Regions from separate parts of the Mus musculus genome. Here region 1 is linked to region 2. The links are chromatin contacts, called in public HiCAR-type maps. All regions are on one chromosome and are shown on one strand. Each heading gives the region's core, a stretch centred on a gene start, on an enhancer-like site or on the middle of the called end of the contact. The rest is flanking DNA. Distances are from core to core; before and after follow the strand shown. Region 1 holds the start of Pcgf3 (polycomb group ring finger 3). Region 2 holds the start of Mtf2 (metal response element binding transcription factor 2).

Region 1 (4,889 bases), core at 1,296-3,795, 400 kb before region 2:
AACCTGGCCAGGAAACCTGAAAAGTCAGGCCTGGGCTCGTCACCTTCTAGCAGAACCAATATCTTAGGTATCTTAGGGCACTACATTCTAAGGTAGCTTGTTATATAGCAACATATAAATAATATAACCCTTCAATACCATTCTATGTTCAGAAATCCAAGCATAGGAAATTGAAGATCACCATCAAACCTAAACAAATGCTCAGTTCTTGTCTAACATTTCACACAGCAAAATACAATAAAGGGCACAGCAAAGAAAAAAATCAGAGGTAAGCGCTCGGTACAAGATTCCCAAGTGTGAGGACACTTGGCAAATAACAACTTTCCACTTTGAACACAACTCAGTTGACACCCATGCTAAGAAACCTAGACTTGTTTTTCCCTGAGAAACCAAACCGTGATGTGGCTCAAAATGAAACATAGAACTGGCCAGCTCAAATATCTCTTAGGAATCCAAACAGCCCAGAGTTTGCTCTCACCCTGTCTCCAGCACTTTTAAGTGCAGCCTGACAGAGCAGAACTTCCACAGAGCAACACAGCCATTGTTGACCACCCAGGTCTGTGTGGGAGCTAGGCCACTCTAGAATGCCTTGCTTTCTTATCTTGAAACATATCAGGTTTTCAGTGAACATCTCAGTACCTGCCCTAGTGTCTCCCACAACAGTAAAAACACATCTCACTTTTCCACAAATATTGTGTTCTCCATGACAGACTGGCTGGGAAGATTTCAGAGAAACAAAAACTCTTTCCTTTCTAGGAGAGAAACAGGAGTGTGGGTGCTAGGTGTTCATCTATTCAAAAGGCCCTCAGTCCTCTCTGCTCACTGCCCTCACCTTCCTACCTATTCCTGGAAGGCCTCCTCCCCACTGGACACCTAGCCTCTAGCCTCTCTACACCACACCCTCAAGACCTGCTGGGAGAGGAGGAAGGAGGGTGAAGGTACAGCCACTGACCTGGGGTCAAGACTAGGGAAAGGCACAGTCCTGTAGGAGCTGGGGAGACCAGACGAAAGGCAACTTGGAGGCTTGGGGCATGAAGCAGCAAGCACAGGGCATGCCCTTGATACCTGAGTCCTTGGAGCCCAGCTGAGCTCCAACTTTGCCTTGCAACTGTGCTGAGAGCCTCACCCACTCTGTAACATCAAGAAGCTAGGGGACCTGTGGGGAGTGTAAGCACTTCATAGCAAAGGTTCCCTGTGGCTGGGCTGATCGAAACCTCCCAATGCCTAGTAGTCTTTTCAGCAGAGTTCGGGGGTCAATTACTAGAGTCCTAGGCCCTCCCTGCCTTAAAGTTCCAACTATTATCTAAGTAATCCCTGAGGACCATCCTCACGGTTCAGCTCCAAGGCTTTCATTTTAAAGGGACCCACCTTTGGTCCTGTTTGTCCTGAAGCCTATCTATATTCTGAACTCTCCTCACAGTTCACCCTCAGGGCCTCAAACTGCTCAAAGGACTGCCACAGTGGTCCAGATTCCTTTGAGCCAGCCTTGATTTCCCAGCTCTCTACAGCCGATTTGTCCCTGGGAGATCTGACCTTCCTATGGCCTTGTCCCAGCACCCTGGCCCTCTGTGGGGTGGTCTCAGGGTCTTAACCCTCCTCTGTAATCTATCATTAGTTGGCCCATCTAAGTGATTCTGCCATTTTCTAAGTCCTGCCAGGTCCTGGGAGCCATTCTTCCTCAATGACCTTTTCTAGACTCTTGTCAGGTCTCTAATACTGACCCTCCCCCAAGTGTCCATTCCAAGAGTCGGGGCTCCACCTGTCCTGGGGTCCCAGAACTATGGGAGAGCTGCCCAGTCCTAAGGACTGTTCAGTGAGTAGCCCTCAGTAATTCTGGCCTGGTCCTGGGTCCTGCCTGGTCTGCGGTCCTGATCCCCCTGGATCCAGCCTGGCCCAGACTCCTGTTCTTCCGGGGTCCTGTTCTCTGGAATCGTGCCTGGTGCCAGGTCTAGCCGGACTGAGCTCCTTGTCTTCCCTAGGTCCTGTTTTCTCGGGGTCCAGACTGCTCGGAATCCACCTCGGCTGCTGTTCTGCCTGGTCTAGGATTCTGCCCACCCCGGTCTAGCCTGGTCAAGGGTCCAGCCTTGTGCAGGCTCTTCCCCGGGTTCTGTCTGGTCCAAGGTCCCTGTCCTCCCTGGGTCCAGATTGTTCCGGGATCCAGCATGGCCCTGGGTTCTGCCCTCCCGGGGTCCAGACCTGCGAGAAGTCCTGGCCTTCTCGCAGGCTTTTAGGGTCCCGCCTCCCGGGCCTGCCGGGGGCGCTGGGCTCGCAGCCTTCTGCCGCCCATGGGCCGAGGCCCGCGGCCTGAGGAGCGGGCGCGCGGGCCAGGCCAGGCGGGGCGGGCTCACTGACCTGCGTCTCGGGCGGCGGGCGAGCGGGCGCACGCGGGGGCTCGCCGGGAGGGGGAGGGGGCGCCGCTCCCTCTGGGTCCCCCCCAAGAGGAGGAGAAAAAAGCCGTGCAGAGTTTAAAACAAAGAGGCGGAAATGCCCGAACCCAGCCGAGTGCGGAGTCGGGGGCGCCGCGGCTGGAGCATGCGCAGTGTGTGGCTCAGCTCCCACCTCGCAAACGAGAGAGGCGGGGCCTCTGAAAGGCGGAGCCTATAGGGGTGGGGTGCAGGAGGGGCCAGAGAGCGCAGGCGCGTGCAGGCAGCAATTGACTCAGGAAGCTGGCTCGGCGAGACAGGCAGGGTGGAGCTCGGGGGTGTGGTCACAGGTGAGAGGTGGGTCAGGAGGCGTGGTCAGAAGCACTACCTGGAGAAACTCCGCCGGGTTGTTCAGGACGCGCGCTGACAGGCAACTGCATGAGTTAGGAACGAAACCGGAGTATCTAGACCACGGGTTTCCTACCCCCATAAACCTTCTGCTTACATTTTTGTCCTTTCTTGGAATCACTGTGGACACAGAGAGACCCTTATGCTGGCCTTTCGGACCGTGGAAACCCACAATTTGTCCGTTGTCCACTGTGCATTGTGACTGGCAGAGGGCATAAACTGAGAAAAGAAAGTCTGTTCTTGTTTGTTTGTTTGTTTGTTTGTTTACTTGTATTTTCGAGAAAGGGTTTCTCTGTGTTGCCCTGACTGGTCTCGAACTAACATAGATCCGCCTGCCTCTGCCTCCCAAGTGTTGGGACTAAAGGAATGCCCTACCATGCTGGACTGGAAGTCTGTTCTTAGGAAACAAAGTGGTTGTGGCAGCTGTATGCTAGACAGGCGGTGGGACAAGGAAGCAGCAAGGTGGCCAACCAGCAGGTGTTTGGGAGAAGGGGCATGCAAAGAATGAGGTTGAAAGGGGTTATCGCCTTTAATCCCAGCATTTGGGAGGCAGAGGCAGGTGGATTACTGAGTTCGAGGCCAGCCTGGTCTACAAAGCGAGTTCCAGGACAGCCAGGGCTACACAGAGAAACCCTGTCTCAGAGAAAGAAAGAAAGAAAGAAAGAAAGAAAGAAAGAAAGAAAGAAAGAAAGAAAGAAAGAAAGAAAGAAAGAAAGAAAGGAAAACAGAATAGGCACCCAGGAAGGCAAATATACTCTACTGAAGCCTGGCAGCCTTTGTATCACAGAGAGACTACTGATGGGGGAGAAGGTTGAGGGAGAGTCCTAGAATAATGGAGGATCTGGTGTTGGTATTAGAGGTAGCAAAGAGGTACTGTTGAGAAGACCATGAGCAGGCCTGGACTTAGGGCACAGATCTCAGGAAGTCATCTAGCTTGACAGACAGCTAGACCCTTAAACCACTTGTCTTCACATGGGCTTGTCATGCCTTAGGTAAGACCATATTCAGATGTCATTCTAGGTCCAGGATTCAGACCTTGCTTCTGTGTCTATCAGGGATACCTTCAGGGAACTCTCGCTTTACACAACCTCTGGTTTCTCCTGAAAGTTGTTGCCCACTTTAGGCCCCCACCTTCCAGCGCTGAAGTCTTCCTCTAACTAACAGCTGACACATTAGAATCCAGCTATGTGTCCCTTCCCCAATCCTAACCCTGTATCCCTAGGTGAGCAGATAGCTTTCAACTAGTATCCTTGTGTTTTGTCCTTGCTCCCTGACTACTTTCAGCACAAAATAGTGGCTTTTATAAAGCATTAATTGGGGGGAAATTCCCTGCTCAAAACCCACCCAGTGGCTTTACCTAGGACAGAAACCAGATTTCTGGAGACTAGAAGAGACCTGAAATCATGTGACTGTCTTGATACTAAGTTCACAGGTACATGTATATATTTTTGTTCAGCCAAGCAAATGAAGAAACCTGAAATTATGGTGCTCAGTTTGATGATAGGGGAGGGAATGCCTTCTTCCTTACTTCTGTCTCCAGCTAGCCTCTCTGGGGTACTTGGTAAACCCTCTGTTCTCTGTAATGATGGTCTTCACATCACCCACCCACCTAGGCTGCTGTCTTAACCCAGAACAGAGTGAACTGACCCTATATCTCTTTTTAAAAAAAACATTTCAAAAGATTATCTTTATTTTAATTGTATGGGTGTTTTTGCCTGCATGCATGTCTGTATACCACATGTGTGCAGTTTCCTTGGAGGCTAAAATAGAGTATTGGATCCCCTAAAACTGAGTTAAAGACAATTGTTTTTAGCTGCCATGTGGAAATGAAACCCAGATTAGTGTGCTCTTAACTGCTGAGCCGTCTCTCTAACTCTATGATTCTACATCTAAGCAAGTTCTCTCTTAAGCCTGTCAGCTTTGCCCTGCCTTCCAACAAATGTTGGACCCAGGGCTCCAAGACATTTGGAACTAAATTCAAGGTCTGTTATGACCTCTGTGACCCCTGCAGTATTTAACTTAGCTATGTTCTCCTCTTGGGTTGCTCTCTTACCCCTAGCTGTCTTGAAAGAATCCTATAGCACCTGGGTACAGTGTGTGAGGCCGCCAATTGCAGAG
Region 2 (4,538 bases), core at 1,119-3,618:
AATTGTGTAACTTGAAGGTGTTAAATGGTGCTTGCCACGTATGCCTGTGCACCCATGTACACGTTTGTGTTTGTGTGTTCATTCTATCATTACTCATTGCTCAAAAATCAAACTGCATACTCTACATGAGCTCTGAACATGTCTATTGTTCAACAACGGTATTTTTAATATTTAAGACCACATATGACACAAAGTCCCCAATATATACTTTTTGAACAAATAAGGAAAAAAAATTCGCCAGGCAATTTTTCAATCCCAGCACTTGGGAGGCAGAGGCAGGTGGATTACTGAGTTCAAGGCCAGCCTGGTCTATACAAAGTGAGTTCCAGGACAGCCAGGGCTATACAGAGAAACCCTGTCTCCAAAAATAAATAAATAAGTAAGTAAATAAATAAATAAATAAATAAGAAAAGGAGAAAACAAAAGGAAAAGAAATCTCCACAGTACACATTTAAATATAGTTGCATACCCAATGATAGTTGCTGATGTGAACTCAAGTAAAGTAATAACAGCCGAGCATGGTAGTGATCTCCATCAGCATTCAGTGTGCAGGTGCAGACAGATCTGTCTTTTCAAGCCAGTCTGGAATACAAAGTGAGTTCCAGGCTGGCCAGAGTTATATAACGAGACCCTGCTTCAAAACTTAAAAAGGAAAAACAAAAAAACAAAAAACAAAAATCCTCCACTTAAAGCATTGTCCAGGGGGCTGGAGAGATGGCTCAGTGGTTAAGAGTGCCGATTGCTCTTCCAGAGGTCCTGAGTTCAATTCCCAGCAACCACATGGTGGCTCACAACCATCTGTAATGGGATCTGATGCCCTCTTCTGATGTGTCTGAAGACAGCAATAGTGTGCTTATATACATTAAATAAAAAAATAAACATTTAAAGTATTATCCAGCATCCTAAAAAGAATCAGTTTTTTTACCCACAATTCTCTCCCAAAAAAGAAATTCCCAAAAGAAAAATTAAAACATAAAGGCTGAAAACAGTCTGCAGAAGTTCCTATGAAGATTACATGGAATCTATTTGAAGGAGAAAGTACTTGCTGCTAGAGAAAACGGAGTCAACCAACCACTAACATATTTCTAGCTCTACTTTGATCTCATGAGGTACTTTTCTATGTCAATTACAGGCTTGTCTGGGTTTTCAAATTCTAACTACTGTTGCATGGTAATATCTTCAACCAAAGTTAAAGGTTTTAAAGAATAAAACAGCATTCCATACCCCTTTTCCTATTGTTCACAATCTCTCGTACCACTCAATAAATCCATCTCTGCCAAAGAAAAAATTAACCACCAAGGACTGCAGATTGTAAATCACAGTTAAGAGTTCTGGCACTATGGAAATGTGTTAAGAAATCCTGGAAAATTTTGGTTAAACCCCTTAGTGCCGTAAGTAACTAAGTTGTAATGATGAATACAAATTATCAGGGCAAGAAATTTTAATTGAACGGAAGAAATGCCTCCAAATAAAAGCTATCTCTTCCCCGTATCAATTCACCTATCACTTCTTCTCTTTAAGCTTCCAGGGCTTGCTTTCCAGGGTATTTTCCTCATCCTCGTACGCTAGCTATCTAGCCCACCACTAGATTCCCCTACCACAATTCCACACAATTCCAGCACCCTCTGGTTCCAAACTGCTACTTTCCTTAGCACCCCTTAAAGTGCCAGTCAGCCCCTCTACTAGGCTCCCCGCATTCTGACGGCTCCTCCCCTCGGTTCCCCACCCCCTCATCACCAGGTTCATCCTGCCCCTCCAACCGTCTCCCGCCCCCAGGTTCCTTCCTGCCCTCCAAACACAGCTTCCCTGTCTCAACGTTTTATCTAATTCCACCAACTGACTCCCGAGCGGGGCGCCCCGCTCCTTCCCCCAGTCCCTATTTTTACCAACATCTCACTGACTACCCCTCCCGATCCATTCTTTCAACATATGCATCAATGCAAAAACACCCCCACACAGGACTCCCTTGCCCAAAGCGGAGCCTCCATCTTTCCCCTTTCTTTTGCTTCCTTTCTTTCGTCTCTCCTCATCCCAACCTCCTCCCAAAGAGTCGGTTCCCAGGCCAAGGTCTCTCACCTCATTCGGTCACTTAAGTGGTGCCAACCGCTTCATACAGGAAAATAGAAGCAATCTCGTTCCCGTGGGCGCTCCCCCGCGAGTCCGGGCACTCCCTGGGCACCCGCCCCAGCGGGAGCCCTGCGCACACGCACACACACACCGAGTTCCTTGGGGACGAGGGTTAGGAAGGAGAATGTGCGTGCTCACACCGGCCTCAAACACAGACCACTTCGCAACAGCCCTTCGCCATTTTGGTTTCCCGCGGACTAGCGGTGCATTCTGGGAGCGCGGAGCTACTCCGGGGCCGAATGGCAGCTCTCCAGAGCCGCAGAGGGGCGGGGCCTGCGCGGCGAGCGCGGAGGAACACCGCGCCCTGCGTCCCGGACCAGCGCTGAACAAAGAGGGACTCTTTAACGTCGCGGTGGAATTAAGTCCTCTTGCTGCCGGTGCAGACACAATAGTGAGCGCAGCGCTTCCCGACGCTGATGCTTGCCTTACTAGGTCTTTTAAAAAGAGAGATCGTGTCCAGTCTTTCGTGCGGTCTTTTTTAATGCCCTCAGAAATAGGATATTGCTCAGTACATCTTGATGGGGTGATTTCCTTTCTGAAGAAAGGAAATTATTAACTGGAAAAAATACTTTTCTTTTACCTTCACCTAGAGGCCTGCTGTTATAATCCCCTTAAGTGGGGAGGAGACCCTGGATGGCAAATTTCGTTCAATGAATACTATCCAAATCCAAACTTATCTGGAATCTGTAATGGGAGATTTTCACTTTTTTTTCCTCTGACGATGAACGAGATTTTTTTTTCCCTGTTTACCTGCTTTGTGACCTTTCCTAATTGTAGTGAAATTTGAGCATACCCTCCTGCAAAGCAGTTGATTGAAGGAACACACAACTTTCATACTATTGCAGGCTTTTATATGAGGCCCAGCTGATAAATGGAATGCATGCTTATATCTTTGACTTATATTTGAATGCAACCCAGCACTTATAGAAACACCTGTAATACGTTTCTATTTTGTGAAAATATTTTCAGAGTCATATACTTTTTATCACAGATTATGTCACAGAGGCAGTACTGAATTTTCTCTCTGAAGAAATACCTCTTATGATCTAAATTCCTTTCACTCATATTTCAAGAGTTCCCTTTAAGCTGGGCGGTGGTGGCGCACGCCTTTGATCCTAGCACTTGAGAGGCAGAGGCAGGCAGATTTCTGAATTCAAGGCCAGCCTGGTCTACAGAGTGAGTTCCAGGACAGCCAGGGCTATACAGAGAAACCCTGTCTCGAAAAACAAAACAAAACAAAACAAAAAAGAGTTCCCTTTACCTAGGTTCTGAAAAATCTGGCAAATAGGCATATTCATATTATACTACATTTTTTTTTCTTTTTTGAAGACAGAGTCTATCTATTATATAGCTCTGGTTGTCCTGGAACTCATTGTGTAGACCAGGCTTGCCTCAAGCTCACAGAGATCTTCCTGTCTCTGCCTCCTCAGTACTGGGATTAAAAGGCCTGAGCCACCATGGCTAGCTTTGTATTATACAGTATATTTTATTCAGTACATTATATCAATCTGTGTCTCTCCCTCTTTCTCTCTCTCTCTGTCTCTCTCTCTCTCTCATGTGTCTCTGTATCTGACTCTCTCACACACACACTGTCTCTCTCTGTCTCTCACACACACACACTCTCTCTGTCTCTCTCACACACACACACTCTCTCTGTCTCTGTCTCTCTCTCTCTCTCACACACACACACACACTCTCTCTCTCTGTCTCTGTCTCTCTGTCTCTGTCTCTCTCTCTCTCACACACACACACACACACACACACACTCTCTTGTCTCTGTCTCTCTCTCTCTCTCACACACACACACACACACACTCTGTCTCTGTCTCTGTCTCTCTCTCTCTCTCTCTCTCTCTCTCTCACACACACACACACACACACACACACAGTAGTTAAGAGCTCTTGAGTACCTGTGTTCAATTCCCAGCACCCACATGACAGATCACAGTGTCTTTAGCTCTAATTCTAAGAGGCAAAACAGCATAGTACATAAAATAAAAATAGGTAAGTCTTTTAAAAGAGGTTGGAGAGATGGCTCAGTGGTTAAGAGCACTGACTGCTCTTCCAGAGGTCCTGAGTTCAATTCCCAGCAACCACACAATGGGTCATAAACTGTAATGGGATCCGATGCCCTCTTCTGGTGTGTCTGAAGAGAAGGACTCTCTTATACATATACATAAAATAAGTAAATATAAATCTTGAAAACAAACTATACATCAGGTGGGTGCCATAATTTAAAACTCGATACAAGGAAACATAATCTGCTTTACACTTTCTGACCTAAACTTTGGCACCTTTGGTCACAAAAAGTGATCTAATACTTTGTAAATTAAAGAACTCTAAGACACCTTTTTTCTGTTTGTTTGTTTGTTTGTTTGTTTGTTTGTTTGTTTGTTGAGATGGGTATAGCT

What was found. HiCAR-type assays count read pairs that join an accessible place to other places.
Region 1: a HiCAR-type map of astrocytes shows a contact between it and region 2, with 2.7 times the contacts expected there. The contact joins the promoter of Pcgf3 here to the promoter of Mtf2 in region 2. A contact is called at or near these places in 1 of 39 promoter capture datasets (neural stem cells), 1 of 484 Hi-C or Micro-C datasets (B cells), 3 of 115 datasets of contacts at active chromatin or transcription factors (astrocytes, embryonic midbrain and embryonic stem cells) and 3 of 9 other capture datasets (adipose tissue, liver and macrophages).

The regions. Positions count from the first base shown.
Region 1 is chr5:108,458,915-108,463,803 of GRCm38.p6, reverse strand. Pcgf3 (polycomb group ring finger 3) reads right to left here and starts at 2,545. Exons shown (of 11, transcript NM_172716.5): 1 at 2,353-2,545.
Region 2 is chr5:108,063,504-108,068,041 of GRCm38.p6, reverse strand. Mtf2 (metal response element binding transcription factor 2) reads right to left here and starts at 2,368. Exons shown (of 15, transcript NM_013827.3): 1 at 2,077-2,368. The coding sequence starts at 2,081.